Regions from separate parts of the Sus scrofa genome. Here all the other regions are linked to region 2. A link is a contact called in public HiChIP or PLAC-seq data. All regions are on one chromosome and are shown on one strand. Each heading gives the region's core, a stretch centred on a gene start, on an enhancer-like site or on the middle of the called end of the contact. The rest is flanking DNA. Distances are from core to core; before and after follow the strand shown.

Region 1 (2,778 bases), core at 79-2,578, 96 kb before region 2:
ATTGCTGTGACTATGGCATAGGCTGGCAGCTGTAGTTCCAATTTGACCCCTAGCCTGGGAACTTCCACATGCTGTGGGTGAGGCCCTAAAAAAAAAAAAAAAAAAAAAAGAATAGATATAGTTCATAAATCAATGATATTGGTCAACTTTATGTAAACATGAGCAGGATATCATGTTATTTTATTACACAGAAAGCATCTCCCCATGTTCCACTGTCAGAAGGCCATGACTGTATTTAATAACAAAGAAAAAGTGATGATAATTTTGTGAAAGCCCTAGGATTTTTATTTTCCATACGGATGAGGATGCAATGCAAAAAATGGAAAGTTTTTTTTTTTCCCAAAAAAGATAAATTTTGGAAATGTCTATGTATTTTGAAGGAGGTTTATAATCATGGCCAACCCAAAACACTTCTTTGGGCACAATGAATAAGTTCATATTTATCAAGTGCTTACCAGGTTTCTTTATTGAATACAAAGGGGAAAAGATGGAAAAGATCTTATAGGAGTGACTATATAACATTCCATATAATAAGAGGAAAATTCAGTGAAATATATGATAAAAGTATATAGTCAAAGAAGAAAGACATCAATGTGGGCTCATGATAATATGGAAGATAATGGAAATGATGGAATTAAGGAACCATCATTGGATTGGAACTTGAATAATAATATATAGATAGATAGTCTATCATAGGTGTTCCCATACACCCTGGATTTCCAGATCTACCCCAGTCTATTATTATAATAATTACATTTATTAACTCTACATATGTTACCTATAATCCTTTCAACCAAAAATTTACTGGAATTATCCCCATTTTTTCCAAATGAGCAAATCAAGCTTAAAAGATTCTAAATAGCTTGCTGAATTTCACATGGGTCCAAGGAGAGGAGCTGGAATTTCCAACTACACCATGCCTCCTGTATTTTGCCACCAAAATGCACTTCCCTGAAGACACATCTTGATGTTTGTTTCATACTATGATCTCTGCTGTGTATGGGGATTGTCAGTATTTCTCCAGAGTTGCATGTTGCCCTTTGTTATTTGCAAAAACCTTATGTTGCAAGCTTACCATGAGACCTAGGACCTGAGTCACTTCATCTTTCAGGACACTGTTTGAACTCTTGATAATGGCTGCCCTAGAAGCGAATAAAGCCCAGGTCTTTGACCTCAGTCCTGGACAGAGGACAGGGTTGTCTAAAGCTGTTCCTGGTGCTCGGCCACTCTTGCTATGGCTCATCCTCATGTTTATCCCCTCCTGTGTTCTTTCCTGCTGGCTCTGATTTCCCACCCCTAAACTATAACCTGTCCCACATCCAGGTGTACACAGTTGAGAAGGGAACGTGAAAGGACAGTCTTTAGAATGTTTTGCTTCCGTGGCTTGTTGGGTTTACTTCCTTGTGATCAAGTAGCGGGGTGAAAAACAGACATCATGGCACTGCTGTTTTCTGCTGAGCAGAGAGATGCCACGTGCCTTCTTGAGCTGGACAGGGAAGGCCATTTGGAGTTCCTCCTGGTGTCCCTTCTGTGCTTTTCCTCCTAGCACAGTCTATGAGAGGGGAGGGAATTTTCATGCATTGCTGTCCTGCTGCTGCTGCTGCTACTGTTTGCTGCTGTTCTCAACCTCTCCCTTGGGGTTGAGCCAAAGGGAAGTCTGGGAAATTTCCTCTGAATCTTGGCAGGAGTGAGGTGGGAGGAGTAAGGACTTTTAGGAGGGAGGAGGCAGGAGGAACTGAGCCCAGCAGTGAGGGCTGAAGAACAGCAGTGAGGAGGTAAGTGGCATTCTTGTGCATGCTGGATTGTTCTAGGCTAAGTGTTAGCAGACTCTCTGAGATGGATGGGGAAGACCTGGAGCCTGAGGACTCTTCCTGTTGTAAGCATTCATCTTCCTTCAGAGTAATAGCTTTGCCTCTAGTATCTGGGTGTCTATAGTCAGGTACTTCCTTGCCTGGCAAAACCTTAGCCTCCTGCACATCCCTGAAGGCACCGTATGCTTTCCTAGCCAATCTCTGTTCTGTACGGGGTTGTTGTAGAGTAGTCTTGGAGATAAAAATGGCAGTGGATGGCAGCATCAATCACATTGGGAACCACAGGAAAATCAGCTTTCTTCTTGACCTTGTATGATAAATGCCTACAAACTGCTGAACAAATCCAGACACTTATAAAACATAACTTTCACACTGAATATATTTAATGCTTGCATCTGGGCTTTTGACCAGGCTTCACAACAATACAGAATAAATGTGTGTGAGTGAATATTTACAAGCTTGTATTTTCCACTATTTTTTCTTTCTTTTTAAAAGAAAATCATCCAAAACCCTGGTAACATGTTATATGTCAACTCCCAGGCAAAAGAAAAAAAAAAAAAAAAGCTAGAGACCACGATATAATGATGATAATTCTCAAAAAATCTGCCAGGTTTTAGATACTCCTTGTTGAGTATACTTTAGTTATTATCAATGATATTTGGCAACTTTAACATAATAATAAGAGGCTTGGGTTTGTTGTTGTTATTGTCTTTAGTAATATAATGCACTTTTAAGTATGAATCTTCTTCAATATATCCAAAGCTGGGTATGGTTCAGTTTTAGAATACCTCTGAACTGAAATTGTTTTCTTCTATAACCATTTATAGCCTGGACACCTCTGCCAGTATTTTTGCACCCAGTAAAAACTAACTAAGGAGTTTCCATTGTGGTGCAGTGGAAACAAATCCGACTAGTAACCGTGAGGTTTCGGGTTCCATCCCTGGCATCATTCAGTGGGTTAAGGATG
Region 2 (2,874 bases), core at 110-2,609:
GTGATAGGCAAGAAATAGATTTATTAAGAGAGATGTGAGAGATGCAAGAGGGCAGGCATGGAAGCTCTGCCCCAAGATCTGGTGGGATAGAGTTTTATCATCCAAGGGGAGTGGGGGTATCCTGTAAGGTGTGTATTCAAATCCGCAGAAGGGTAGTCCTCAAATTCTTGTCCTTGGTCTGAATATGAATGCAGAATAATTCCATCTCCCATCCAACAACCTGAGGCAATTCTCAAGGATCCATTATTTTGTTCTGATGGCTTTTTTGAGCTATTTATTTATTTATTTATCTTTTTCCCTCATCTAGGGCCACTGCCCTGGCATATGGAGGTTCCCAGGCTAGGGGTCTAATCGGAGCTGCAGCCGCCAGCCTAAGCCAGGGCCACAGCAATGCCAGATCTGAGCCACGTCTGCTACCTACACCACAGCTCACAGCAACGCCAGGTCCTTAACCCACTGAGCTAGGCCAGGGATCGACCCCTAAACCTCATGGTTCCTAGTCGGATTTGTTAAACACTTCGCCACGACAGGGACTCCTGAGCAATTTATTTACTTACAGACATCTCCCAAGGTCCCCTAAGTTTCCCTCATTATCTGTGGTCCTTTATTGGGACTTCTAAAAATACCTGTCTACTCCATCCCTATCAGTTGGAGGGCTTGACTCAGTTCACTGGAAAAAATCACTCGATTGAACTAAATTTACTCAACATTCACTGAATGCCTGATTTACTGAAAGCAAAGATATAGCTTATTTACTGTAAAATCATAGCCTCAAGAATGGGACAGATGTGTAAACCAGTACTTGTCTGAATTTGGGGTGAAGGAGCCAGGTATGTGTGGTGAGGGATATGGGGACATTTTCATTCCAGGAAATGGCAATACCAAAACCAAAGAGCAGCAAGAACTAGATGCAGGAATGTCTCTACCCAAGGGGAAAGAAAAGAGTGGAAAGGGAAATGTAAGAATTGCCAAAGCCAAAGAAGGCCAAAAACAATGATGAAAATTGGGATGTGGAATGAAAAGCTGGGAATCTGGGAGGTGTAAACATGTTTAAACAAGTTTAGAGTAACTGGGTGGGGTGGGGTTGTGGGGGTAGGGAGGGGCAACTATTTGGCATAGCTGTTTGCGTTCACAGAAGAATTTTTTGACAGAAACATCCGACTTTTTAATTAATATAATGTAGATTTTTATTTTAAATTGAATTTTAAATTTTAAATAATTTTTATTTAAGTAAAATAAATTAAATTTGATTAACAAATTATTAATGAATGGGTGTTCACCATCTCTCCCACCAGGCTTCCCTCTATTCTCTTTGCTTCAGTTTTGTGGGGAGGGCTCTTGCTTCATGGATTAGCTTCCAGGCAGGGAGAGCTGAGTAATCACGGAAGAGGAAATGACAAGAAGCCAGAGGGCAAATTAACTGATACAATCAAGGGCTAAGGAAAGGGAGGGAGGGAGAGAGGCAGGAAGAGTTGTAGAGTGAGGGGTGTTGGATTACTGGGAGGGGGTGTGAGAAAAGCTAGAGACGGGAGCAGATGAGAGGGGGTGCTGGGGGTGGGGCTGGTATTGGGAGAGTTGCAAAGGGCTCTACAAGATGGTGCTATGGGTTTCCAACTGGAAACCCATTCATGTTCTTCCAAGAGACAGAAGTAAAGGGTGGAATTGCTTTTTGGTTATTTCCAGTTTTCTGCCCGTCTGAACAAAAAGGTACTATAAGCTACATGTGTCTTTTGGTGATAAATGTGGGACTCAGGAAGGCTTTATCTGGGTGGAACCTTGGGGAACGGGAATCAAAGATCCAGAGGCAGAAACATGTAGCAAAGGATGGAAAAACTTAACTTTAGACTTCAGAAAAAAAAATGTGCAAAATTACCAAGGTTTCCAAATTTACATTAATCCATTTATGGTTGAAAAACAACTTTCTTGCACCATTATCACATTCACAAGTGTCATGGCATAGCTTCAGATTTGATAAAGCAAAAATCAGAAATATAATAGTTTCTGTTAGGGAGTCCAGGTTTAGTTAGGGTTTTATTACTTGGAAGAGTATCAGATCTGGTGACCATATTAGTAATACCTAAGGATGCAATCTTTTCCTCCTTATATGAGAAGTGCTTAAACACATTGGAAGGTAGGGAAAGTGTTGTTTTTGTTTTTGTACAAACAGGGTTTCATAGTCTTATTATGAAAGCTTGAGGGAATAAAAAAAAAAAAATGAGCTAGAATGGCCAATGCCACAATAAACCATTAAACAAGAGAAAACTCTGAAGAATCAGAAGATGCAGACAGCAACGCAAAATGCCAAACAGACTCACTTGCCAGTCAAGTGTTTCAGTCATTGTTCCCACTTCTATGAAAGCCAGAATAAGTTCTTCCAACCACCCCACAGGGATGCAAACTGTTACCTCAGCCAAACATCTGTTTTCCTTTTTATGTTTGTGGGTTTCTGTTGTTTACTTCATCTATGATCCTATTATATTGTGTCCACATCTCTTCCATTTCTCCTTATGCTATGCACTCATTTAAAGGCGCCATAAAAAGCAAGATGGTGTGGATATTTTCTTCAGAATCCTCTGAGTAAATAAATTGTCCTTAGATTGATGATGCTTCCTACCATACGCACATTTGCTGGGCCTGCATTCCAAAAATGTTGCAAGAATACTGTGCATGTCTGGGTTGCCACACGACACAACAGCTGCGTGATGTGCTGCCATTACAAATATGCAGGAAACGGGCTTTGCGTGTAGAATGGTCTTCCTGTCTTTCTTCATAATTAGAAAGATATCATTAGGGAGGAATGCTGGGTCAGCAGCTTGGTGTTGATGTGGCAATTACTAGACGCTCTGGTGTTCTTTCCTGGAGCAGGGGTGGAAA
Region 3 (3,117 bases), core at 84-2,583, 110 kb before region 2:
TTATTCATGATGGACCCTGCAGAAAGTCCTATGGAAGTAGAGAGGGTGCAAATTTGAAAGAGGAGATCAGGAAGCTTTTCTAGAAGAGTAATGTCAATGCAAGCCTCACTGGATGAGTAGAAGATGAAGTGGAACAAGGGTCATTCCCTGTTGTTCTAACCAGAGCAGAGAGCATGTGCAAATGCCTTAGAAATATGGGGCAGCGAGATGGCTTTGACATAAAGTGGTGGTAAGTGGGATTAGGTCAGAAAAGGACAAAAGGAAAAAGATGCTTAGGAAGTAAAACCACCTTTACTCAATGTCTGATTTTATACAGTGAGGACGGGGAGAAAGTGACAAAAAAGTTTCCAACTCCTGTAGTAGATTGATGGGGTTTGACACACTGGGTTGGAGCTATGGGGAGGGCTGGCCAGACAGTTTCAATGCCCAAAGGGACAGGTTTGAAGGGCTTCAGAAACTTAGGAAACTGGATGTAGGATGAGAGGTCAGAGTTGTGAGGCTGCTTGAGGAAATCTGAGCACAGAGGCTGAAGCTGAATCACTGGGCGGAGGCACAAAGGTCATCTAGGGTTCAGCTAATGACACAATGAAGGCGAGGACACAAGGGGCTTGGAGCAGTGGGACAGGGAGTCCTGGCATCACAGAAGCCGAATGGGAAAGCAGTTCATAGAGGAGAGGCGACTAAATGTTTCAGGTATGACAGCCAGGAAGAGACAGTTGAATTCATCTAGGAAGTGGGGACACAGTGACTTAAGAGACAAGAGAGGGAGTTTAAGAGATGCCCACATGCAGAGACAATTAAGGCCGAAGAGTGTAGGGTACACATTTGAGAAGTTTAATCGTGAAATACCAAGGAGAGGTAAACAATCGAAGAAAAAAGATGTGGCTGAATGTGAGAGTCTTTTTAAAATATTGTATATTAAATTATATATATAATTTGAGCACCATTTAAAGGTAGAAGAGAAACTGACGTTGAATCCTTCACACTGAGAATTATAAAACAAAGAGCATTTAATACAGAGGGTGGGTGTCTGTTTCTTAGGTAGAAAGGCAGCTGAACTCCAAGACATTTCAGGAGTGGACCAGCCCGTCGAACATGGTGGAAAGGGACGTGGAAGTGCATCTCCCTCGATTCAAACTGGAAATCAAGTATGAGCTAAATTCCCTGTTAAAATCCTTGGGGATGACAGACATCTTCAACTGGGTCAAAGCTGATCTTTCTGGAATGTCATCGGCCAAGGGCCTCTATGTATCAAAGGTCATACACAAGTCCTATGTGGATGTCAATGAGGAAGGCACGGAGGCAGCTGCAGCCACGGGGGACATCCTGGTGGTAAAAAGACTTCCCATCCGAGCTCAGTTTGTGGCAAACCACCCCTTCCTGTTCTTCATAAGGCACATTCACACCAACACCCTTCTTTTCTGTGGCAAGCTCACCTCACCCTGAGCAAATGGGGTTGAGCAAGACTTGGGGTCACAGAGGAGGTCAAACCTGTGACTAAAAGCAGTTCATAACTCTCCCACCTGTGTACCTCAGTTTGCTCCTCTGCAAAATGGGTCTTGGATCCCTCCCACCTTACTCCATGACTTGGTGAACCCTAAGCATGTGGTAACCAAGGAAGAAGGCATATCTACAAAAAGCCTCTCTGACTCTATTATCTTTGGGGCCTTATTTAGGTGCTGTCTGGGGGACATGATCAAGTCAAGGGGAAAAATCTGAAACAATTCGATTGTCTTGACTTGTTTATATCAGTGAGCTCTTGAATAAGTGACCACTTTACCTTCTGAAAACCAATTTAAGGGTTTCAACTTTGAATGGATTTTAAAAGCTGTTATTTTCCTTGAATGTGTAAATATAACTCTGTGAATTCTATATAGACTATAATAAATACATGAAATGCCTTCAGTTTATTGAGGATTTTTAATACTCTGCAGTAACTAAATGCTTATGAAAGGAGACTATGAGTAAGGAGAAGCCTAATGAAAAGAGCGTTTAGTAGAATCTTTGGCCAAACATTTTCAGGCTCTAAACTGAATCACAGTTTTTTCTTTCCCTCCCTCTTTTCTTCCCTCCCTCCTTCCATCTCCCTCTCTTTCTCAATAATGCAGTGAGTAAAATTCAAAATAGCAAAACCAGAAATTGATCAGAAAATTTTTATTTTTTAATTTTTTTATTTTGTTTTTCTATGGAAGCTCCTGGGCTAGGGGTCGAATTAGAGCCCCACTTGTGACTTACTCCACAGCTTACAGCAATGCCAGATCCTTAACCCACTGAGCAAGGCCAGGGATTAAACCTGCATCCTCATGGATACTAGTCTGGTTCTTAACCCATTGAGCCAAAAGGGAACTCCAGGAAATTTTTATTAAAAAACAAACAAAAATTTTTAAAGAAAGCCTCCTTACTTCTACTCAAGATAACATGAAATGATAATCAGATAATAGTGCCATAATATATTTACTGCCTTTTCCGTGCCCTTTTGGTGAACGCTTTCTTCCTGAATTCTCTCTGAGATCTGAACACAGAAGGGTTCCTCAAATCTCCTTTCTCCTTCCCCAGCTTAGAAGAGACAATCCTCCCCCACTAGTGGCAGCGGATGTTGGCTTTTCCTTCCCTCCCGGGACACTGAAGGATGGGGCTTATTTTACTCTTTAATAATAAAATATAAAGTGGAAGGCAAGCAATGATTTCAGGGGAATATAAGGCTGAAGATTATCCCCTTAAAAGAACATATGAAATTGCCTCCCGGTCTGGCAGCACGTGCTCTTCTAATGCTTGTTTACCAAGTGCATTTGTCATGTGGCATGAAGCCAAGAAGCCACCTTGGCTTACTTCACAGGGTAATCCAACAGGTTTTATTGTGGGATGAGAGACATGGAGCAGCAGTGATGCATGTAAAATAATAAGACTTGTTTCTTGGTATCTTCCTTTGACTTTAAACCTCCTGGAAAGATAATGAATGGGGTCTGTCTGCTGAATGCAGGGTCCTTCTACATGGCACCTGGCATGTGCTGTGCAAAAGTCAGAGGCATCCCAGAGACCAGACACCTTTCAAGTGACTGTGGTCAAGCTCAGGACACACACATGCCTTGGCCTCCATCCATCGAAGAGACTCAGAGT

The links. HiChIP or PLAC-seq counts read pairs in DNA pulled down with a chosen protein or histone mark.
Region 1: a contact with region 2 is called in an H3K27ac HiChIP or PLAC-seq map of alveolar macrophages. The contact joins the promoter of SERPINB7 here to the enhancer-like site in region 2. A contact is called at or near these places in 9 of 47 Hi-C or Micro-C datasets (epiblast stem cells, fetal heart ventricle, heart right ventricle and 3 more) and 1 of 2 datasets of contacts at active chromatin or transcription factors (alveolar macrophages).
Region 3: an H3K27ac HiChIP or PLAC-seq map of alveolar macrophages shows a contact between it and region 2. The contact joins two enhancer-like sites. A contact is called at or near these places in 8 of 47 Hi-C or Micro-C datasets (epiblast stem cells, fetal heart ventricle, heart right ventricle and 3 more) and 1 of 2 datasets of contacts at active chromatin or transcription factors (alveolar macrophages).

Annotation. Positions count from the first base shown.
Region 1 is chr1:157,997,792-158,000,569 of Sscrofa11.1, reverse strand. SERPINB7 (serpin B7) reads left to right here and starts at 1,328. Exons shown (of 8, transcript XM_001925047.5): 1 at 1,328-1,775.
Region 2 is chr1:157,901,851-157,904,724 of Sscrofa11.1, reverse strand. No RefSeq gene overlaps it. Among named protein-coding and RNA genes, the nearest start is that of SERPINB2, 17 kb to the right of the region's middle. Within about 2 kb of position 1,359, at least 2 of the 83 cell types and tissues checked have an H3K27ac peak or open chromatin away from gene starts, as enhancers often do. A contact at or near this core is called in alveolar macrophages, where this site is marked.
Region 3 is chr1:158,014,502-158,017,618 of Sscrofa11.1, reverse strand. It overlaps SERPINB11 (serpin B11), which reads left to right. Exons shown (of 8, transcript XM_021099530.1): 8 at 1,042-1,905. The coding sequence ends at 1,446. Among named protein-coding and RNA genes, the nearest start is that of SERPINB11, 15 kb to the left of the region's middle. Within about 2 kb of position 1,333, at least 3 of the 83 cell types and tissues checked have an H3K27ac peak or open chromatin away from gene starts, as enhancers often do. A contact at or near this core is called in alveolar macrophages, where this site is marked.